Regions from separate parts of the Mus musculus genome. Here regions 1 and 3 are each linked to region 2. Evidence: chromatin contacts called from public HiChIP or PLAC-seq data. All regions are on one chromosome and are shown on one strand. The core of a region is the stretch at or near the end of the contact, and the rest is flanking DNA. Distances in the headings are between cores, read along the strand shown. Region 1 overlaps Fam177b (protein FAM177B). Region 2 overlaps Tlr5 (toll-like receptor 5). Region 3 overlaps Capn8 (calpain 8).

The links. HiChIP or PLAC-seq counts read pairs in DNA pulled down with a chosen protein or histone mark.
Region 1: a contact with region 2 is called in an H3K4me3 HiChIP or PLAC-seq map of embryonic basal ganglia, with 3 times the contacts expected there. The contact joins two enhancer-like sites. A contact is called at or near these places in 3 of 39 promoter capture datasets (embryonic stem cells and neural stem cells), 3 of 15 datasets of contacts at CTCF or cohesin (CD8 T cells and the NIH/3T3 cell line), 3 of 484 Hi-C or Micro-C datasets (bone marrow-derived macrophages, embryonic fibroblasts and nephron progenitors), 16 of 115 datasets of contacts at active chromatin or transcription factors (acute myeloid leukemia, bone marrow-derived macrophages, embryonic basal ganglia and 7 more) and 3 of 9 other capture datasets (adipose tissue, liver and pancreatic islet).
Region 3: a contact with region 2 is called in an H3K4me3 HiChIP or PLAC-seq map of embryonic basal ganglia, with 4 times the contacts expected there. The contact joins two enhancer-like sites. A contact is called at or near these places in 4 of 39 promoter capture datasets (the C10 cell line, embryonic stem cells, liver and 1 more), 1 of 484 Hi-C or Micro-C datasets (bone marrow-derived macrophages), 13 of 115 datasets of contacts at active chromatin or transcription factors (bone marrow-derived macrophages, craniofacial prominence, embryonic basal ganglia and 7 more) and 3 of 9 other capture datasets (adipose tissue, embryonic stem cells and liver).

The regions. Positions count from the first base shown.
Region 1 is chr1:183,251,328-183,254,912 of GRCm38.p6, reverse strand. It overlaps Fam177b (protein FAM177B), which reads left to right. Exons shown (of 6, transcript XM_030244966.1): 6 at 584-613. The coding sequence ends at 613. Among named protein-coding and RNA genes, the nearest start is that of Fam177b, 23 kb to the left of the region's middle. Within about 2 kb of position 1,987, at least 10 of the 459 cell types and tissues checked have an H3K27ac peak or open chromatin away from gene starts, as enhancers often do. A contact at or near this core is called in embryonic basal ganglia, where this site is marked.
Region 2 is chr1:182,958,119-182,961,692 of GRCm38.p6, reverse strand. The region is part of intron 1 of Tlr5 (toll-like receptor 5); the gene reads right to left. Among named protein-coding and RNA genes, the nearest start is that of Tlr5, 5.1 kb to the right of the region's middle. Within about 2 kb of position 2,127, at least 91 of the 459 cell types and tissues checked have an H3K27ac peak or open chromatin away from gene starts, as enhancers often do. A contact at or near this core is called in embryonic basal ganglia, where this site is marked.
Region 3 is chr1:182,590,144-182,593,430 of GRCm38.p6, reverse strand. The region is part of intron 2 of Capn8 (calpain 8); the gene reads right to left. Among named protein-coding and RNA genes, the nearest start is that of Capn8, 27 kb to the right of the region's middle. Within about 2 kb of position 1,745, at least 8 of the 459 cell types and tissues checked have an H3K27ac peak or open chromatin away from gene starts, as enhancers often do. A contact at or near this core is called in embryonic basal ganglia, where this site is marked.

The sequences.
Region 1 (3,585 bases), core at 738-3,237, 290 kb before region 2:
AGACTGGGGTCCTCATGGCAACAGCTTTACCCACTGAGCCATCCCCATTACAGATGGCTGTGAGCCACCATGTGGCTGCTGGGAATTGAACTCAGGACCCCTGGAAGTGCAGTCATTGTTCTTGACTGTTGAGCCATCTCTCCAGCCCCTGGGCCTATTTTTTTGATTACTGCTTTTAGTTGTGGAACACAAGACTCTTCCTTCTCAACTGTAAATCTTGTCATGTCTCTCTTCTTGATCATTTTCAAAGATCAACATGGCAACAGAGTACAACGTCAAATTCTTCACCATTATGTCTGGACAATGCCTAACTCATCTCTCTTTCCTATCTCAATCAGCAAAGTTCCTTGCTCCCTGAAAGTGGTCTTATATCATGATTTTTAATCTCTGCATACTTTCTCCCCTTGGGATTTCTAACTCTTATCTCTTCCCATCAAGACTATCACCTGCAATGAAATAGTCTTTTCATTCTAGACTCCAATCGCCTGTCACTTCTTTGAATACCCTTCCCCCTCCTTGCACCCAAATTTAGACACATGTTCTCCCTTCTCTGAGCTTCATGTGTACATATCTTATCTCACAGGCCCTGCCCGGTGTGATAATGATCTATTAAGCCACACTAATAATTCTTTAGATGATTGGTTTATTCAACACAAGGGATAGTGAACTGATTGGGCTTAACCATTCTGAAGATCCTTCAGTCCTGTCTGGATGACTCCAGAGCAAGGAAACAAATACACCCATGTACAGAGAAGCCAATACTATGACAAAGGAAAAAGCTTTGTTGAAAAATTAGCTAACCAGGAAATGGGAGGCAGGTTCACTCTGATTGGCTAGTGAGTGGGGTTTCCAGGGCTTTTGAGAGTCAATGAGTCCAGCAATATCTTGGGTTTTGCTGGTATCCTTCAAGGCTTTTACTGTTCTAGTCCTTTGCTGTAATATTGGTCAGCACTTTTCAATTAGCTCCCTGCTCTGAGCATAGAACTCCATTGTTCGGAGACTTTTATTTGATCCAGCTCAGGATCATCCTAAGATCAGACTTGGAGGTGCCTCGCAGGATCTGCTGTGCAACACTTTGAAAAGGGGAGACTTATTTTAACATGTACAGAAGAAGGAGGAGGAACTTAGTGCCATTTTGATTGAGGCACATTAGAGGGAACGGACAGTAGAGGACTTAACAGGCCGGTGGCTGGGCAGGAACTTATATTAACTGTGTGCATCAGCCAGGGATGATACAAGCTAGGATCCTGCCTTCCCATGGAGTTTTGGAGGAGGCCATCTTATTCTACAAATGACTATATTCTCCAGAATGTCTCTCGGTCCCTGAGGGAGGCTTCCCAGTTACAAGATACATAGTAACACTTGTAAACCCTTTAAGTAAAAGACCTGTAAAGCAGGGGCTAAAGGATTTCTTTTTCTTTCTTTTTTTTTAAAGATTTATTTATTTTATGTATGTGAGTACACAGTTGCTCTCTTCAGACACACCAGAAGAGGGCATCAGATCTCATTCCTGATGGCTATGAGCCACCGTGTGGTTGCTGGGAATTGAACTCAGGACCTCTAGAAGAGCAGTCAGTGTTCTTAACCGCTGAGCCATCTCACCAGCCCCAACAAGGATTTCTTATGAGCCAGGCAGTCACTAACCTAAGCACTTCCCCCTCCCCCAATTTCTTAGTTGCCTCAGTCAAGCTGTAGGTCCTGAAGAAGTCCCGGTGTGTGTCTACCCTCGGTCTCTCCCATCCACCCTGAGCCACCCTCCTCAGAGTGGCCAGCAGCTCCTGCCCAGGTGTTAAGCATTTTTTCATTTGAGATCTTTCATCTTTCTTAAAACCCAACATGAAAAGGCATCTGCCCTTTGATCAAGCCTCCAAGGCCTCTCCCTTCCAGCCCTGACCCGATTAAGGCTGCAGAACAAGCCTGCACTAAGCACCCCTGCAAAGCCCGGTGCACTCACTTTAGTATTATTTACCTTAACCTTCTTGAAGCGTGCCAGAAAGACACAGAAGTCCCCAGCGCTCAAGGCTGGGAAGATGCGGCAGGATGATAAATAAGTCTAGATGATGATTTCAATGGATGGTAATTTCTCGCTTCCACGGAGACTCTACAAACACAGCTGTCAGAAGTGCATTGTGTAAATCAGATGCTAATTAAATTAAATTCCCACCAGAATCAAGGCAGCAAAGTATTTTGTCTTGTTTTCCTACAAACTGGGCCTCAATCAAGACAGCTGGGGCACCGGCATTTCAGGTACCTGGAAGTAGCAGCTGTGGCGGCGATGTGAGAAGATTGCTTTCATAATTAAGTTGCCGTCAGGAAGAGGGAAGTAGATGCCATTCCTTATGTGATCAGTGACGCTAAAGATGCCAAAAAGATGGTGGCATTTGAGCCGGACTGGGGGAGAGAACTGGGTTCTGATGACAGTTTTAGCGAAACCATTTTACAGCTCGAAGCTACTCTCCCTTGCTTCTCTCCCTCCCCTTCCTTATCCCTTCCACGTGATATTGTTGAAGGCTATCTACTGTCAGGTGACATGTTGGTTCCTGGAATCCAAGAGGGTCTGAAGGTACTCTTCATCCTTTGGTCTTTTTGATGAATCAGGAAGTGGGACTTCAAGATCTTAGCACCTTTTGTGATTCAGGGTCAGGGCATTCCAAGGGTGAGCTTTGATTTCTGGGCCATCGGTTCCACTTCTCAGTCCTCAGCCCTACCTCTCTATTGAAGGAGTCTAATGCACATTCCTACCCCAGGCATCCGTTCTGAGAGAGAGGCTAGAAGTAAAGAACATACAAAGGAGAAAGGACTTGGAAGAGTCCATAGACACAGATGTGACACAGACCTAGGCAAATGCCACCTAAACCATGCAGAGCACACAGTCAGCCTAAACCATGCAGAGCACACAGTCAGTCAGCAGCCTGGGTAAGGAAATCATTCAGTGTAGGTTTTAAATTTGTTTATTCACTCCTTTTTAGAAAGCACATTTATTCTACTGAGGGGATCGCTTGGTATGGTGCTGATGTTGATGTCAAAAGACAGGTTTGCAAGTGTCAGTTTTCTTCCACTGTGTGGGTCCCAGGTATCAAACTTAGATCCTCAGACTTGGTGGCAAGTAACCTTACTTGTCAAGTCATTTTGCCAGTTCCGTTTGATCATTCTTGAAATGTTTACTAAATACTTATCTTGTACCAGGCTCTATGCTGTGAAGGCGCTTCTAGTTCACTGGAGAGGCAAATATTAAAAAATCAACTATAACAAAATGCAGCTGGGTTGATTATGGAATCACTGAAACAGGATGCAAGGCAAGGAGGTTTCCTCTAAAAACAAACAAACTCAAATTGTAAGTATTGAGAGTACTCTGGGGCTAGGGAGACGGCTTAGTAGGGAAATACACTTGCTGCCAACATTGACGACCAGAGTGGAATTCCCTGGACCCACGTATAGAAGGAGAGGACCAACTCCTGCAAGTGTTCTCCGACCTCATATGTGCACACACGCACACACACTAATACTTACAAATAGATGTTTTGACTTTAAAGTGTTCTGTCTCCTCTGCTCTTTTCACGGTCTCTAGAGTTGTTCAGCGCACAT
Region 2 (3,574 bases), core at 878-3,377:
AGGTGTGTGTTCCCCATCCACCCCCCCACCCCCAAATGGAATGTTCCCTGGAAGCAAAACGTTTGAAACGTTTGAAACGCTTTTCTAAACCAAGACCTGTAAGACTTGAGGGCTGAAGAGACTGAGAAACGTCTGGTCCAGCCTCCGCTGCAGAAGGTGGTGTCTAAGTCATTCAGTCAGATGAGCAACCTTTCTGTTTTGCAGTACCAGAGAGGAAAATAAAATCACTCTGCTGGTGAGGATGCTCCCCCTGGGACCTGGAAGTCTTTTTCATCACCTGCCTGTGAACATTGAGTTTCTGAGATTCCGGTCCTAGACAAGACAATTACCCTGTCTCTGTACTCCAAGGAACCAAGAATTTGCTGACTCAGGGCCTTGTGAGTTTCTCAGGGTGGGGTTGAGTGGGGTGGGGAACGGAAGGAGTAAGGGAAGACCCCCACAGGGTTTGGCATTCCTAAGCCGCAGGGCTAAGTGAATGATGAAGGCAGGGTTAGGAGCCTGGGTGTAAAGTACGGGCCACAAATATGCAAGGGAGTGGCTTCAAGGTTGAAGAACTGACTTGGTTAGCATCAGATCATCTTGAAGATGATTAAACAGGTCCCTAGTGAGGTCGGGCCTTTGAGTAAGATCTCATACTTGGTAAATTGTAGAGCAGGAACTTGAATCCACCTGCAAGCACAGCTGTCAGGTTGCCATTGTGATCTTTAAATACAACCAGATCTTAAAATTCTGGCGGACATATGCAGAGCCTCAAAGGATGCTGTGCACAGGGGACTCCCTGGAACTGGGGGTGCTGATCCATCTCATTTGGGGAAACCCGACAGCACGAGCTTTTAACAACTAAGAATAATTGTCTATGTGTGCGTGCTTCACGTGGAAGCCGGAGGGTCACTTCAGGTATCATTCCATTCCTCTTCTACCTTATTTGAGACAGAGAGTCTTCACTGTTTGCCACTCTGGACCCCGAGATAGCTGGCGCCCACGTTTCAGAGGAGTCTCGTGTCTCTTCCATCTCAATGAGATTGCTGATTGTGCGTTACAGGTTCTGGGTTTTGAACTCAGGTCCTCACACTCGGGCAGTGAGTGCTTTCCCCCACTGCATTTCTAGCATGCACCCAGGTGATGGGGCTGACCCGCTGACCACGTTCTAATGGGCACAACTCCTGCTTTTATACTCATGGTTGTGAGGCACAAACTCGTTCTCCCGTGAATGCCTTATGGCCATACTAATGCATTCACTCCAAATCCTCTCACCTCTCGCTGGAGATTTCTCGCGAGGGAGAGCTGGAAGAGCCCCCATGGTTTAATCTGAGCTAAGGAAGCCAGAGAGCTTGGGATCGAGTTTCTCAGGTCCTGCTGGTGTCCTCCTGGTCACCAGCAGGGGGCGCACGCTGGGCAGAGACCAGAGGAGGAGTCCTCCGCCATTCGCAGGAAAGCTAGACTGGGCTCCGCTGGGAAGCACCGATTGCCTGCCTAATGGGGTGCGTTTCCAAATTTAGATGACGACCAAACTAGTGGCTCAATTCGATCCTAGTTCCACATTTAACAGGTGCGTGAGCTTGGGTAAGCGCTGGAGTTCTTTGAGTTTCAGTTTAATCATCTATAAAATAGCATGGATAATCGTTTCCACTTCCGTACTCCAGCCGCACTGGGACCCAAACCTGTGTGTAATCCTCCAGCTTTGCTTTGCTTACTTAAGTAGACAGCCAACATTCATGTACCAACGCCTCACCAGCAAGGCACACCCTTAGAAGCCACTGAAGGGGAAAGCAGAGAGAAGGAACAGGTTCTCGAATGGGAGGGTATTTCCTTTACCATCCATGAGAAATAACATAACAATGAGCCCTGTAGGCAATGGTCCCTGGCACCCCCAAACAACAAACAAAACGATACTCTGTAAAAACAGTATCAGCATCCCAATGGTTTAGGCTCCGAATGGTCTCCTCCTGACTGCTTATTATAGACTCATTAGAGCACTTTTTACAACAGCTGATCAAAATAAAATAATCTCAACTGGATGATTATGCAAAACTAGCGGCTGGCGAGGCGCACTTAAATCCCTCGGGGACAGGGAGCTCACAGAGCAGTCGAACACTCCGATCTGTCTGTCGCCAGGTTTAGGCTACGGTGCTCTCAATTAGAAAATTAACACCGCAGGCTCTGACAGCCTCCCGGAATGCAGCTCAGCTAAACCTTGAGTATCGGCGGCGGACAAAGTAAACTGCCAGGAGAGCTGGGCAGCAGCCAGGTCGGGGATAGGGGGGTGTGGGGGAGGGGGAGGCGGGGAGCTGGAGCAGAGCGAACTGGGAAGTCCAAGGAAGCCTTGAAGCAAGTAATGACACAGGCAATCGATTTGCTAAGAGCAGCAGAAGTCCTTTGTAGAGTGATGTAAATTGGAAGCCACTGGGATTGGGGTCTGTGTGAACAGGGAACAGAAACCCTACTAAGCCCTGCGAGGATCTGTAGTCTCTATTTGAAATAGAGATAGCTTCTTAGGCCCATAACACCAAGTTAGCTCTGTGGTTGGCACAGACACTCCTGGTCCACGCTGAGCCCCAAAGTTGGGAGAAGACAGGCCCAAGAATCCAGGTGCAGAGGAGGAAAGACCCTAACCCTGATTTCATTGGAAGACAGGCAAGGGCTGGGTGAAGGGACCCAATCAGAAGCCCGTAGTCCCCACCCCTCCCACCCCCTGGGAGGTTTATGCATGTGGAGTTTGCTGGGCAGGGCAATGGAGGTGTGTGTGTGTCCCATTCTAAACTGGGTTCAGAGAGTCAGTACGAGTGACTAGGCTCTTGTCTGCTGGTGACAATTACCTCCATGGTATGTGAGGTCACAGCCAGCAGTGCTGTGTTTGAATCCCCCTGCTGCTGCTAACTGGGCATTCTGGACAAGTTTTGGTTTTCTTGTCCTCAGTTTCTGCAATTCAGGACACAGCCATCCAGGGCTGACAGTGGTGTTAAGGTGTGTGTTCAAACTGTCGCTCCGTCTGTACAAGTGGCAACCTTGAACTGAAAGTGTGTCCCCATGCCTGCAAACTCTAAAGTTACCCAAGGGAACCTGATAGCACCCCGACCACAGCTGATCCTCTCCAAGCAGAATATCCATCTCCACGTGAAAGCTGGTTGCAGGGGATCTTAAAAACAGCGGAAAATAATGTCCTTGGTGATGGAACTGGGGTCACACGGATGGATCCTGGCTTTAAGCAACACTTACTCTCAGAGCGTGTAGGTTGGTAACAGGAGGCCAGAATACTCGCTGTTCCCTTCCTCCTATCTCCACCTTGCCTCACCACACCACCTCTCACACAGTTTCTCCAGCCACTGCCCTCTGGCATGTGACAGAACCATACCCAGAAGTAGCTTGCAGCTCCGAAGAAGGGCCTCTAAGGTGAGGACACGGACTCTTTGTTGAGAAATTCAGGGAGAAGACAGCTTGGCAGTAGATACAGAGAGAGGGCCGAAGAAGAGAGGCTTTGGTTTGGACCTAGGAACTTTAGTTTTGTACCATGAAGTAGCAGAGTGCTAAAGCCACTAGAACAGAAAGGGGCTGTCAGGGAGACCGAGCCTAAGGG
Region 3 (3,287 bases), core at 496-2,995, 370 kb after region 2:
ATCTCTAATTAACCCTACATTCCCAAGCCCTCCCTCCACAGAGCTCCTAGCCCCTACCAAGGCTGCCTGATATGGGTCTCTCATCCCTGATATCTGATCTCCTCCTGCCGAGAAGGAACATGGAGTCTCTCCCAGTAGCATCCCAGTAGCTGACAGAGATGACCCAGTGAATTTTTGACAAAGAAAAACATGTCAGCAAATGACCAAAGGAGTTCATGGGTCACGTTCTGACCCTTGGAGAGTGAATAAGCCTGCCTAACGTGTGTTCTCACCTGACGACCCAAGGTCTGGGCTGAAGTGAACGGGGCCATGCATTAAACCTCATGACTCTCATACATGACACCCGCATCACACCAAGAGGCTTGGCTACTCAAAGCTCCGTGACAGGTGAGATGGGCACAGTCCCCAGGAAAGGGGCAGAATGACTGCTCTGCAGTGTCTCTGAAGCAGGTGACTTCTCAGGGAAACCAGAGATGCTTGCTGCTCAGCCATTATGGCAGGTATGACCATGACTCCCTTCTGATGTGAACATTCTCACAGTCTTTAAGCTGCTGCAACACCACACCCTGAGTGCTTCCTGGACATTACACGAAGACATGCCAGAAGGCATCCCTCAGTGGCTAACATCCACTTGCCCAGCCAAGGATGAGTTTAATGTTTCTTTCTCTCTTTCGTTCCTGACATTTTTCAGGGCCCACTCAGCTGCTGCAGTAAGCACAATGGGATCCAAAGAAAGCCATAGGTATAGACATTTGGATCCCTGCCAAATACTACATGACGTTCGAGTGACTCCTCCTGACAAGGAGGCTTTTTCTGAAGTGCCCAAACAAATGTGCTTCCTTTCAAAAGCTTTCTTGGAATGACAGGCATTTACTCTTCTGCTTAAAACACCTTGGACACTTGTTTGAGGGGCCTACCTCAAAGCCGAGGCACCTAGATCTCTGAGGATAGTCCTGATTTCCAAAAGCAGTCACAAAGCTTTGGAATTTACCCTGGCAAATCTGTTGGTAAGTGAGGTAGACAAGAAAGCCTCAGAAAGTGTCCACAGACAGGTCTCTTCTCTTCAGCCACCTCCTGGCTAGTGACCTCAGGTTAGCATTCCTAAGAGCTTAAGTTTGAAGTGGGAATTTGATAGTAGCGCCTGCTTTCCTAATGAAGCATGGCAGATTTTCTGCCTACTGCTCTTCCCCTGTCTCCTTACCTAGGAAGTCTGACTTATGCCTGGAGATCCATAGGCATCTCAGAAACCCAGGGCTACAGAGTGGGATGGAAGTCTAGACACTCGGGAAAACAGAGCAGGAGCCCAGTGTGTGTCTGGATTTCTAAGAACTAGCCCAGGGCCACCCACCTCCAGACTCCTGTCACAACGAACTATGAGTTCCTCATCTCCTCTTGTTTAGGCAGAGGTTAATGGTTCTTTCAGCCAACGTTTTCCTGAGATAATAACAAAGTGATTAGAATGCCACTGTAAAATGGTTCTAAAAGAAACTCTACTAAAGGAGCTCTTTAAAATATCAGAAGTAGGGATACTTGAAATACACACATTATTCTATATGCTGATTGAACTGGCTGTGCGCTGGGGACACTGGCTGGGTTGTCTGTCTGACCTCCACAGAGAATCATGGAGTATGGAATTACAGAGATTAGCATTTGCATATGAATCTCTCGATCAACTGACACACAGAAGAGGAGCGTGCTGAGAAAGCCCAAGCACTCCTCAGCACCAGCAAGCATAGATGTGCTTCCAGAGACAGGAGGGATCGCTCTTGTGAGGGCCATCTGCTTGGCCACGTGACACAGTCTAGAATCGCCTGGAAAGAGAGTCTCAGTGAGGAGCTGTCTAGATTTGGTTGGTCTTTAGGCCTGCCTTTCCCACTAGCGTCTCTGTTTGGTAAGAGAGTGGGCATCTGAAGAAGCTTGGGAGGGAGTGGGTCTTACCAGAAGCACAGAGGGATAGGGATATGAAAACACTTACGGGGCAAGCCCATCCGCGAGTGGGAGCCAGACTTTGGACTCAAACAGCCTTGTTCTCATCATGGATTAGGAATAACTTGTCTTTAAGATAAAGTTCTCCTGGCTGCAGAGATGGCTCAAAGGCTTGGAGTACTCACTGTTCTTCCAGAGGATGAGATCGGTTCCTAGCACCCACCCAGTGCCTCACAGCCATCTATAACCCTAGTACCAGTGAATCCGATGCCTTCGTTTGGCCTCAGTGGGCTCCTGCACCCATGTGATGCACATAAATCCATGCAAGCACACACACACAAAAACATTTTTTAAGACAAACTTCTCATGTTCAAAACACGATACCTACCCAAGTACGATGCTTTTCAAGGGAGACTGACTGAAGATAATGAGTCAACAGAGAGGGATACTGGTTGTTGGCGGCTCTGCATCTCATGAAGAGTGTGAAATGCTACTCAAGGCTGGGGCTGCATCTTTGAAAACGCCAGAGGGAAAGAGGTTCCCATAGCCTTTACAGGTTGACTTTAGTGAGGGGGTACAGTTCCCTTAGTGGGAATATAGCATAAAATGTAGGTATGACTCCTGTCTCTGCTATTTACTAGCTGTGTGGACCCAAGAAGAGGCAGCACCTTCCCGAGCCTCGGCTCATCATCTAGGCACTGGCAGTGTTACAGAGTGATCCCCCACTGGAATGGGTACTAACTGATCACATGGGATCTGTAACAGCTAGAACACAGAATGTGGCCATTAAATTACAGCTCAGCAAATTACAGTTCCTCGTGGGAAAGAAAGACTGAGAAGTAACTGCTAGGGCCAGGGCAAGAGGCAAAACTATCCCAGTGTGGCATCCAGGCAACCAAAAGAAGGGGGGCATGAAGTAGACAGGTTAGTAGCAGGGCAGATATCGCACACGGATTTGAGATGATAATGACTGAACCCTGACCACTGCGTTTAGCAATGTGGAGACAGTAGCAGCAACACCTGCCGTTTTATTCCTGTTCTGTATATCCAGCTGCTCGGGAGGTTGAGGCAAAAGGATCAGTAGCTGGAGACTAACTTGGACAATAGAGCAAGAGCCTGACTCAAAACACAAAGAAGCAAGTGATAAATGAAAAAAAAAAAAAAAAAAACCTTCAGCCTGCAGATGTCAAGAGCCATTGCTACAAGAACTCGGGCTTCGGGGAATTTCTCAAGCACTAGGTAGAAAGAGATGCTTCCGGACTGCAGGGAGATGAGAAGGGGGAGAAGGCAAACTCTGGAAGCCAGCAGGAGGGCCTTCCTCACCTTGGGAAGTGCAACGACTGGAGGAGAGACAACTTTAG